2 separate regions of the Mus musculus genome follow, and region 2 is linked to region 1. A link is a contact called in public HiChIP or PLAC-seq data. All regions are on one chromosome and are shown on one strand. Each heading gives the region's core, a stretch centred on a gene start, on an enhancer-like site or on the middle of the called end of the contact. The rest is flanking DNA. Distances are from core to core; before and after follow the strand shown.

What was found. HiChIP or PLAC-seq counts read pairs in DNA pulled down with a chosen protein or histone mark.
Region 2: a contact with region 1 is called in a FOXA1 HiChIP or PLAC-seq map of pancreatic cancer cells. The contact joins two enhancer-like sites. A contact is called at or near these places in 2 of 484 Hi-C or Micro-C datasets (myocytes and olfactory sensory neurons) and 2 of 115 datasets of contacts at active chromatin or transcription factors (microglia and pancreatic cancer cells).

What each region holds. Positions count from the first base shown.
Region 1 is chr11:8,691,098-8,696,307 of GRCm38.p6, reverse strand. No RefSeq gene overlaps it. Among named protein-coding and RNA genes, the nearest start is that of Tns3, 29 kb to the right of the region's middle. Within about 2 kb of position 2,942, at least 137 of the 459 cell types and tissues checked have an H3K27ac peak or open chromatin away from gene starts, as enhancers often do. A contact at or near this core is called in myocytes and pancreatic cancer cells, where this site is marked.
Region 2 is chr11:8,441,756-8,446,965 of GRCm38.p6, reverse strand. Tns3 (tensin 3) reads left to right here. Exons shown (of 31, transcript NM_001083587.1): 25 at 1,225-1,320; 26 at 1,943-2,020; 27 at 2,954-3,031. Among named protein-coding and RNA genes, the nearest start is that of Tns3, 220 kb to the left of the region's middle. Within about 2 kb of position 3,080, at least 94 of the 459 cell types and tissues checked have an H3K27ac peak or open chromatin away from gene starts, as enhancers often do. A contact at or near this core is called in myocytes and pancreatic cancer cells, where this site is marked.

The DNA of each region.
Region 1 (5,210 bases), core at 1,693-4,192:
GGCAAGGCATCTTAAAAATCAGCTAATGCGTGTGTGTCTTTCATTTGCAGATCCAAAGATAGCTCCTGGTCTGTGCACTGGCGTGATCCACCAGGAGTACACAAAGGTGAAGGAAACTCTCTCTCTTACACTTTTCCTCAGTACTTTCCTTTCTACAAACTCTAAAGATTTATCTTTTGTCAATTTCATTTATGTTTTGCGTGCGTGCGTGCGTGCGTGTGTGTGTGTGTGTGTGTGTGTGTGTGTGTGTGTGTGAATGTTTCTTGGGTTTTGTTGTTTTGTTTTTGTTTGCTGTTTGTTTTTAAAGAGAGGAAAGGAACCTGAAGTTAGGGATAGGTAGGGAGGTGGGGAAGATCTGGGAAAAATTAGAAGAGGAGGGAAACATGATAAAAATAATACGTTACACGAAAACGATTCTTCTTTCAATAAAAAGATCAAAAGGTGTAGCAGCTTGTAATGTACTTATGATTCCAGTTCTGGGAAGGCTCAGAAGGTAGATCTCTTGGCTCACTAACCAGCCAGTCTAACTTCTAGGCAAGAAGTCCCAGGCCAGGAGGAGACCCCAAAACAGGGGAATGGTGCCTCAGGAGATGTACTCAAAGTTGTCCTCTGACTTCCACACAATGTGTGCACACAGGGCACACACTCAAAACCAGTGTCCCTGGATCTTCATAGAATTTCATTGAGTCCAATAGATCTCTTTATGAAAATGCTGGCGATACCAGCCCTCCCAGTTCACAAGTGCAGGTTGTCTGTCCATCTTTCCCATCTGTGGGTAATTCTATCACTGTTTTGTGACCTCTATCATATAAAGCATTCAATTCTCTGCTCAGATTTCTTCAAAGTATTTTGTTGCTGTGAATGGGATTGCTTTCTTGATTTCTTTTTCGGGAATTTCATAATTGGTGCATTGATTTTCTACTCTACAAGTTTACTGAATGAATTTGTACATTCTAACAGTTTATGAAGGAAGTGTCGCCGTTCTATCTACAATCATGTCATCAGCACAATAAGCTGACCCCCTCTTCCCATAGCCAGATGATCAGCATTTCTTTCTCTTACCTTGTTGCTTGGCTGACACATGATACATAGACATTGGACTTTTTTTGAAAGTGGAGAGCAAAGTTTCCTTAGGCTAAAGATGACAGAGACCTTCAACTTCTTAACCTTGTGCCTCCACCTGGGATTACAAGAATACACCACCATTTCCTATTTGATGATGTGTTGAGAATCTAACCCAGAGTTTTGTTCATACTAGGTCAGTGTGCTACCACTGAGCCACAAGCTCAGCCCCAAATTGGGCATTCTTCTCTTTTGTTCCAGTCTTTGAGAAACAGTGATAGTTTTTTCCACGGGTATGATGTTGAAACATTCACCCCACAGGAAAGCTCCTTAATCAAGAAAGTAAACAACTGAAAATAGCCTCAGGAAGTCCCTGAAACTGATCAGATTCACCAGCCCTCCCCCAATCCCCATCCCTGCCAGAGTAAGAAATAAATCCAGAGAGTCCAAGGATGCAAAGAAGACTCCCAAATGGGCAAAGCTGAAAGAAGACTCTGAGACCAGATCAGCTGCCTTAAAGGAACCAGCTAAGCTGCCTGCAAGAAGTCTAGATGTACTGAGTCACATGGAAGGGACAGCTCCAACTTCTTGAGCTGCCTACAGGCAGTGTTCTCCATGGTTCCAGCTTTGGTGAGCTGTCACCCATACTAGGGTGAGCTTTGAGTCATTTCTGCTCCTGTTTGTATCTTCTCATCCTGTAAGGGTCTGTGATACCATGAAGAATGACACCCCGACTCAAATAGGATGTAAACTCAAAGAGTGTTTTATTCTGCATTAGTCCAGCGTGCCGGGGTCTCCCATTACCAAGATAGAGAAACAGCCAAGTGAGCTCGCAGGCCTGATTTAAAGCACATTAGGGGATTCTAGGGTAGGTGACCTCTATGGTAATATGTTGGGTCCATTTCTACAGACATTCCGTTACCTGGGTGTGGTGGAACTTTCTGGGAAGATCTGGAAACTGCTGGTAACCCATTGTCCTTGATTCAGGCCAGGTGGCAGGGCAGCTTCTGAAGCTGGACTTGCCTAGAATTGCCCAGTTCCTGGAACCAGCCTACTCTTCTCTACCCAGACTCCTGTAAGTAACCCTAATAAAACCCATGGGCTCATCGAGTTGGACTTTGGTGATATCTCTTCTTTGGCCTGTTGTGGTCTCCCTATCTGGGGGGAATAGATCCTTGTGTAGTGTCTCCCTAGGAAAAGCCTGTCCCGCAATGCTGAAATGCACACATATGCTGTTAACCAGGTATTTTGTGAGATGTGTAACACCTTTGCTGAGTATTACCTTCAGTACCACCGTTTTAATAAAGAAAAACATGCATACATAAGGAGGAAAATCAAAAGGAAGGAGGACAAATGAATGACAACAAGTCGGGCAAGTGGTACACAGTGAGATCCTGAGAAGCAGGAGGGCCAGAAGTGCTAGGCCAGCATAGCAAGTTCAAGGCTAGCCTGGGTCACACAGAAAGGCTCTGTGTCTTAAACAAATAAATAAAGCAAGCAAATACTCAAAGGCGGGACTGGGATCCCAGCAGGGCTCACGATAAAGCCTCTCCCTCAGTAATACAGACCTGGGCGAGCGTTAGGACCAGGGTGACTGACCTTGTATCCAGGGCTCTACAAAGGTCCAGGGTTATAAGATAAATAAATCCGTGTCATCTGCCCAGGAGTGAGTTCCTATGTAAGTCCATGCGAATGCATTTCTAAAGGCAGGATGGTCATGACCTTTATGGCCTTTCTTTAAACCTAACCATGCTTTATACTAGCACTGGGCTGGGGCAGCTCTCTTGGCAGCCTTTGCCTTGGGGGCTGATGTCTGCAGCAGGGAAGGCTCTGGTCTATCACAGCAGCGTTTTCCCTTCTGCACCCCTGGATCCCGCCCAGCAGGGGCCTGACTCACAGTACAGGCTCAGTAAACATATAGTTGATCAGCAACAGGACTGCTTCCTGGCTTCAAACACTGGCGACTAAACTCTTCAGGCATAATTACAGAAGAGCCTTCCACTTTATGTCTTGTAATCCACAAGACAATGTCTTTCCTTTGCAAGCAGCCCAAGGCCCAGCGGGCTTTGTGTGGACAGACAGCAGAAGCGGGACCTCCAACTTTCCTGCCTCGCCCCCACTGGTTTACTTTATTTTATTTTTTTTTTCAGAGATGCTGCCAAATAAAGAGGATTAGCCCTGTTCCAGGGTTTTGAAGCTCTGTTGTGCATTCCACGGGGGGATCAGGTTACATGCAGGGGTGGGGCTGATTCTTGAGCTATACTAAGAGTGAGCTTCTGTCTGGAGATGGGGGAGGAGAGAAAGGATGGCAAATGGCAAAACAAATCAGGCCCGAGCCAGTCTTTTGGGCAGGACTCAAAAGGAGCAGAAGCACACACACACTGCCATTCACGCACCCTCGCTCGCAAGAATGCACACTCTACAGCGTGCCCACCTCCATTTGCAAAAGCCCGCACTCACAGGCTTGTTTAAATGCACACTGTGCACACACATAGACACAAGTTCACACTCAACAAACAGATGCACGTGTCAAGAGAAAGTAGTGTTGGTACTGTGCCAGATTCCACGTTCTGCCTTATATACCGTGTCACTCATTTTTCTGGCTGTCCTTCTGGGTACTTGTGACCACATACTTCCCAGCTGCATGAACAGAGACTCCAGAGCCAGTCCTGACCCTGTGACTGACAGCTCTGGCTCTATCAGCTCACTCACCTGTCTTCCTTTCCCACCAGCTCGGACGTCTCGGTTTTATGTAAGGCAAACATCTTGCCATACATTAAGGTGCCCAGTCTATTCTTCTGATAAACATAAAGATCTTTGGCTATGAGCTGGCAAGATGACTCGGCTTTCTGCCAAGCCTGAGAACCACAGTTTAGTCCCCAGAACTCACATGATGGAGAGAGCCAACATCCACAGATTGTCCCGGGACCTCTAACACACACAGTGGTACATGTGCACACCCATAAACACATACGCACAAAATAAATGCATGTAATAAAATAAAATAAAAAAACAGAGGAAGGTTTGCAAAGAGTCCTGCTTATAAGGTCATGAAAGTAAACATGCTTCACTGGGCTTAGGTGTCTGCCTCGTCTTTGTTTCTAATTTCCACTGTGACATTTCAAAAGCTCTTTGGCATTTGGCACAGCTAAGATGAGGGATGATACTGGGCAGGCAGTCTCGAGGCTCAATGGCTACCACATGGAGAACTCATGACCACAGTGTCCCGATCCCCAAATCAGGCGCTTTCTATTTGTGAAATTGTGAACATAAAAGAGTTCATTTTCAAGCAGACATTTCTAAGTTGGCTAAGCCTGCATGGAGCCAGAATCTTCTAGCACACAGACTCCAGGGCCTGGAGGCAATCAGACATCAGCCAGTGTTTCCTTCTCCCCTAACTGACAGCCATAACTAATGCCAGGGTGGAGGAGGATGCGTTGTTCCGTGCAGCAGCTGCCAGGGACTAGGACAACTGTCTCTGCTTGACATCACCTTTAAAAAAAGAAAATAGAAAAGAAAAAATGTCTTGGGTGTGAAGCATGAGGAAGAATGGAGTGAAGACTTGCCCTAGCTTTCCAGGCAAAGGGGTGACTAGCCCTATTTCTCCTCAGATACTCTGCACCGGTGACAGTGAGGGAAAACTCTAGTAGCCTGAAAACTCAAGCCCCAGCCTTGGGGAGCCTTGATGGGTGCTCTCAGGTTGGAGAAGGCACCTAACAAGATGTTAGGAAAGGGCTGGGCAGCCTAACACTAAGGACAGGAAAGAACCTGGTCCCTCTGTTCAACGGCTCCAGGGTGTGATACTGATCTAGCCTGGTCTCTTCCTGCCTGTACAGAGCACACAGTATCTTCTAGAAAGTGGCTGTCATCTGGGGAAAGGTGAATTCTGTATAGTAGATGGGACTATGTTGAAAGAGAAGTAGCACTCTTAGATTTTATAAAAATCTTACTGCTTGCTGAAGGTTTGCAAAACAAACGAACAAAAAACCCTCCAAAACTCAACTAAGCACAAAACAAATGTCACTGAGCCAAACCTGTGCACCACCTGATGAAACCAAGAGTCACACAGGCTCTGCCTTCCATTATACCACCTGACTTGCCATCACATACCATTTCCTCTACCTCTCAGTTTTGCTTTGGTTTGGTTT
Region 2 (5,210 bases), core at 1,831-4,330, 250 kb after region 1:
AAATATTTGTACACTAATAATGAGGTATCTTGGGAATGAGGCTTAAGTCTTTTTTAAAAATTATTTCTTTATTATTTTATTTGTGTGATATTTTTCCTTGTATATCTGACTGCATAAATTTGTACATGTCTAGTATGCATGGAGGCCTGAAGAGGGTGTCAGATACCCTGAAAATGGAGTTACAGACAGTTGTGAGCTGTCATGTGGCTGCTGGGAATACAACCTGGGAGACCCAAGTCCTAAGATTAAATTCATTTACATCTCCTATAGAATTCATATACATTCCATATATTTTGAAAGTAATGTTATGCAATATTTTCCATTATTTCGTTCATGAAACAAAGTTTCGTGGTGTGGAATCTTCCATTTATGGCCTCATACTGGGGCTCAAAATTTGCCAGGTTTTATTCAGCTTATACAGACTAGAGTCTGGCAACCTCTCCCGAATCGCAAATTTAGTAGGTCTTGCTTTATATCAATTATACTGAGAGGCTAGGTCTCAGAGTGCTAAAGACAGCAATTAAGGAGAGAGATGCAGTACACAGGGTGTCTACTGACTTTAGCAGCTTGGGGCAGTGACTTCTTTTCTCCTGGTTCAGTTTGTACTTTTCCATTCAGTTGCTTCTTCTCTTTCGGTTCAGCAGCTGGCTTGAACACAAGTGTCCTGTTTACTAGCAGTTTGGTAGAATGCTGCCCCTACATAGCAGACTGCTTGTTGCTGCAGGCGTTTCTGTACCCAGCTGGCGGTTCCACCTCACCCAGAGGGCTGGCATCCTTCCAGCTCTGTACTGAAGTCTTTTCTGCCGGAGCCTCGGTGGCCTTTCCTCTCTTGGAGGAATGCAGCTGGTGCTCCAAGGCCAGGGTCTTTCTAAGCTGCCAGTTCATCCCGTCTCTGGGAGTTTCTGGAGTTCCGCCTGAGGGTGTCTGTCTCTCAGGGACTCTTAAGTCTTACTATCCACCTGCCTTGTGGCCCCGCCCACTGACCATCCCAGGAGTGGTTCTGGGAGTGGCCCAGTAGTGCAGTGGTTTAATCCTAGTTAGAGGGAGCCTTCTTAAGTGTAGCCCTTAGATTTGATATCTGCAGGAGGCAGATATAAAAGCTTGTCTGTCTGTCTGTCTGTCTGTCTTCTATATAGTTCTCTCTCTTTTTTCTCTACCCTCGATCCCTACTTTGATTCTCTTACATTTTAAATTTAAAACAATAAATTTTTATTCTTCCCGCAGCTGGAGATTTGTCCAATGAACTTGTCCGGCATTTCCTGATTGAGTGTACCCCAAAGGGAGTGCGGTTGAAAGGGTGCTCAAATGAACCATATTTTGGTGAGTTACTTGAGAAGCTCTTTTGAATTTCTAGAGCATAGATTCCCTCCTTCAGGTGGCTTGAGATTCGAGGGACTCTGTACCACAATGGGTTTCTCTCCTTTCAGCCCCAGGGTGTCAGGCTGCCACGTGAGGTCTTTAAGATAAGCTGAAGGGGCAGTTGTTCTTTAGAAGCCTTGTCAAAAACCAAATAAACGGAAGGGATCCTCCGAGAGCTAGAATAAGACAAGGTGAAGGTCAGCAGCTGGGTCCCAGCAGGGTTGGAGCGCAGTGTGTCCCCATGCCTCAGGCACAAGGAGGAGGAGCACAGTGCTGCCACCAGAGCTCCCCCTTCTTTGTGAATTGAGAGCCTTCTGGATAGACCGGGGCAGCCTTGTTTCCTACTCGTAAGAAGCGCCCCGGCACTTCGCACTTATAAAGGCCATATGCTTGGCATACACTACAGGTCCCTCCATCACCCTCTTCATTGGCTTGGGCCTTGTCATTCTTGGAGCTTTGAGTCACATCCCACAGTGGTATAAAGGCATGCGTTTTTGGAATTTTGGTCTCAACTGATTCTTTGGTTAAGCACAGAGCAAGTGAAGAGATTGGTGACATTCATTTACTCTTATCCACTTTATAGGGAGCCTGACGGCTTTGGTGTGCCAGCATTCCATTACGCCCTTGGCTTTACCCTGCAAGCTGCTCATTCCGGAGAGAGGTATGTGGAGGAGTTCTCAGTGCTATCTGGCTGCGTGTACGATCTTCTGTACCGCTGATAGCATGCTGTACCCAGGACCCACCTTACAAAATAAACTAAGGTTCTTTTTTTATGACATATACTCTTAAACCCCAAAGAAAACTAGTGGCCACCTGAATTGAGAAAGAAGAATGCCCTGCTGCTGATAATAGCTTTCAGACATTGCCCATCGTGGCCTGTATGGAAGGTGTCCAGAAAACAAAGACTGCTCAGCTTAAAGATGTAAAACACTTGGGGTCTGGAGAGATGGTTCAGTGGTTAAAAGCACTGACTGCTTTCCCAGAGGTCCTGAGTTCAATTCCCAGCACTTACATTAGGCAGCTTACGACCATGTAAAACTGTAGTTGTAGAAGATCTAGTCTCCTTGGGCACCAGACATGTAAAACGTGTACATACATAAGTAGTTATTTTATATACAAACATGTGTGTGTATGAAAAAATATATTTTCTCAGACTAATTTTAAGGTCACTTGCATTATAGATTCACAGTCCTACAAAATGAGAATGATGTTGCTATGGTTAAATTTAGGTCATGAATGAACAAGTCTCTCTACTTTTATATTTGTTAGAAAATACCCACAATAATTTTTTTAAAAATTAATATCCAGGGTGTATAGGGGCCTTACTGTGTGTCCCAGCTTTCCTGTAGGTAAATGTTATTTTATTTATCTTTTAAATTTTGATCACTTATGTAAATGAATTCAGAGACTTGGAACATGTTTTAGGGGCATACCACCTCCATCTGTGTTCAGAATGGGTTACAGTCTCTGTGGGCTGCATGATTGCCTCGCAAGAGAAAGCTCTGTCACCGTCTGGGAATTCTGTCATCAGATTTTCTTTGCCATGTGGACTACTGTGTCAGGAGCTCATGTCTCGTCTCACTCCTTCCTGCAGATCCACTGGAGGAAATAGCAGAAAACTCTCCCCAGACAGCAGCCAACTCTGCAGCCGAGCTGCTGAAGCAGGGAGCAGGTCAGTGGCCGCAGCTTTGGTTTTGTATCTCTGCATCTCCGAGTCACTGGGCGGAACCGAACTCCATGATAGAACTTCCCTTTGGACAGTCATTTCCTGCTTTTCTGGGGACTGTGAAGGAAGTTTCCTTTTATAGCTGCTTGGCACAGCTGGGTGGGGTGCAGCTGTGAGGAGGCATGGCCAGGGCATCAGAGGCTCGGACTCAAACAAGACCAGATTCAGTGGAATAAATAAATGTTAAGGCCCATATTTAGTGTGGGGGGAGGGGTGCGGGAAGGCAGGATGTGGTGACCTGCCTCGCCAGCTGAAAATGTAGAACTGTTCTGGAGCTGTGACTCAACAGTCCCTCAGCCTGAGTCAACTGCTGGACCCACTCTGCCATCTGTGCTGAGACACACCACACTGGGAGACCAGGCCACTTGGGTGAAATCTTTGTAAATAGATTGTACTTCCTAAATCCACTATGGGAAAGTATAGAAGGCAGAGAGATTCCATGTCAATGCTGGCTCTCCATTCACAGTATCCCACACCATAGTGTTACAGCTGATGAGTTGTCTAGTATCTTTGCATTATTAAGTGAAGTCTGTAGTGTATGTAGAGCTCACTCTTTTTATTTAAAAATTATAATGGCTTGAACATTTACATCATCTCTCCCCCACTCCCCCCCCACCCCCACTCCCCACTCCCTGTCATATTCACAGCCCGAATTCTGTATTATACATGCGCATACACACGAGTCTACTGAGTCCATTTAGTGTTTAGCTCATATGTACGTGTGTTTAGGGCTGACCATGTGGGGTTTAATAACTTATCAGGGCACTCACCCATGAAGAAAACTGAGTCTCTCTCTGTCAGCAGCCACTGGTTGCCTCTAGTGCTAAATTTTACAAGGCTCCGCCCAGAAATACAGTGTTCTCTCTCGGTGGCAATGGGCTTGAGAAATATTGGCATTCATTCATGAGTATAATGTCACATGAAGTATTTTCTTCATCTTAAAACTTACCTCTGATCTCCTTACTCACTCCTCCCTCATAGTCAAGATACTCACTGTCACTGATCTTTTTATGGTCGCCATACTGTCAGTTTTCCCAGAATGCTTTATGCTGTAAACACAAGCTATGTAGCATTTCAGGTTGGTTTCTTTCTCTCGGTATAGCCATTCAGCTTCTTCTATGGCTTTCCAGAGATCGGTCGCTTCCTTCCTTGTGTATAGTGCAGGAGATTATATGTGTGTTTGTACAGATCTGTATGCATATACATATGGGTCCCTGAACATGTGTGTGCACATGTGTTCAGAGGCAGAAGTCCATGTTGTATATTTCCTCAAATTTCCCTACACATTATTTTTTATAGCCGTCATTCACCGTACCTGTAGCTCATTGATGTGGCTAGGCTGGCTGGCCAGTGAGCTCTGAGGATCCACTTGCTCTGCCTTCCCAGTCCTGCGATGGTAGCAGTACATCACTGCATTCCACTTGCTGGGGACCTGAACTCTAATCCTCAGGGTCATAGCTTTCACTACAAACCTTTTGCCAACCGAAATATCTCCCCAGCCCTTGGTGAAGCAAAGCTTATTTATGCACACAGCCACTGAAGAATATCTGGGTTGCTTCTAAGTTTTGGCAAGTATGTATAAAGCTTCTAAAAATATCCAAACGCAAGTTTTCAGTTAATACATGTTTCCAACTCCTTTGATTAAATACGAAGGAGCCTGATAGTTAGGTCAGGTGGCACGACTAGTTAGCTTTGAATGAAACCACAGAACTTTTTTGCAAAGTGGCTGTACCATTTTGTATTCCCACCAGCAATGGAGAAGCATCCCCTTGCTCCACATCCTTACTTACATACCTCAGGTGGTGTCACCCTGAAGGATGTTCTCATTCTAACTGATGGATACTGTGTGCCATCTTACTGTTACCTCCCTTGTGACGTACTCTCCAGATAGAATGTCATGGTAAAGAAATATTCTTAATTCCTCTGGATAGTTTCTATTGTTCTAATGTAGGTCTGCTCCGTAAATCTAAGCACATCAATGTGACCATTATAAAATGAAAGAAGACACCCTCATTTATCGTGTGGATGTTCTAGGTTCCAAAAAGATGAGTTTGCCATAGCCACAACAGAGGTCACAGGGACTTGCCCCAGGCTAGAAGTATGTCCCTGTGATATTCTTGTCTTC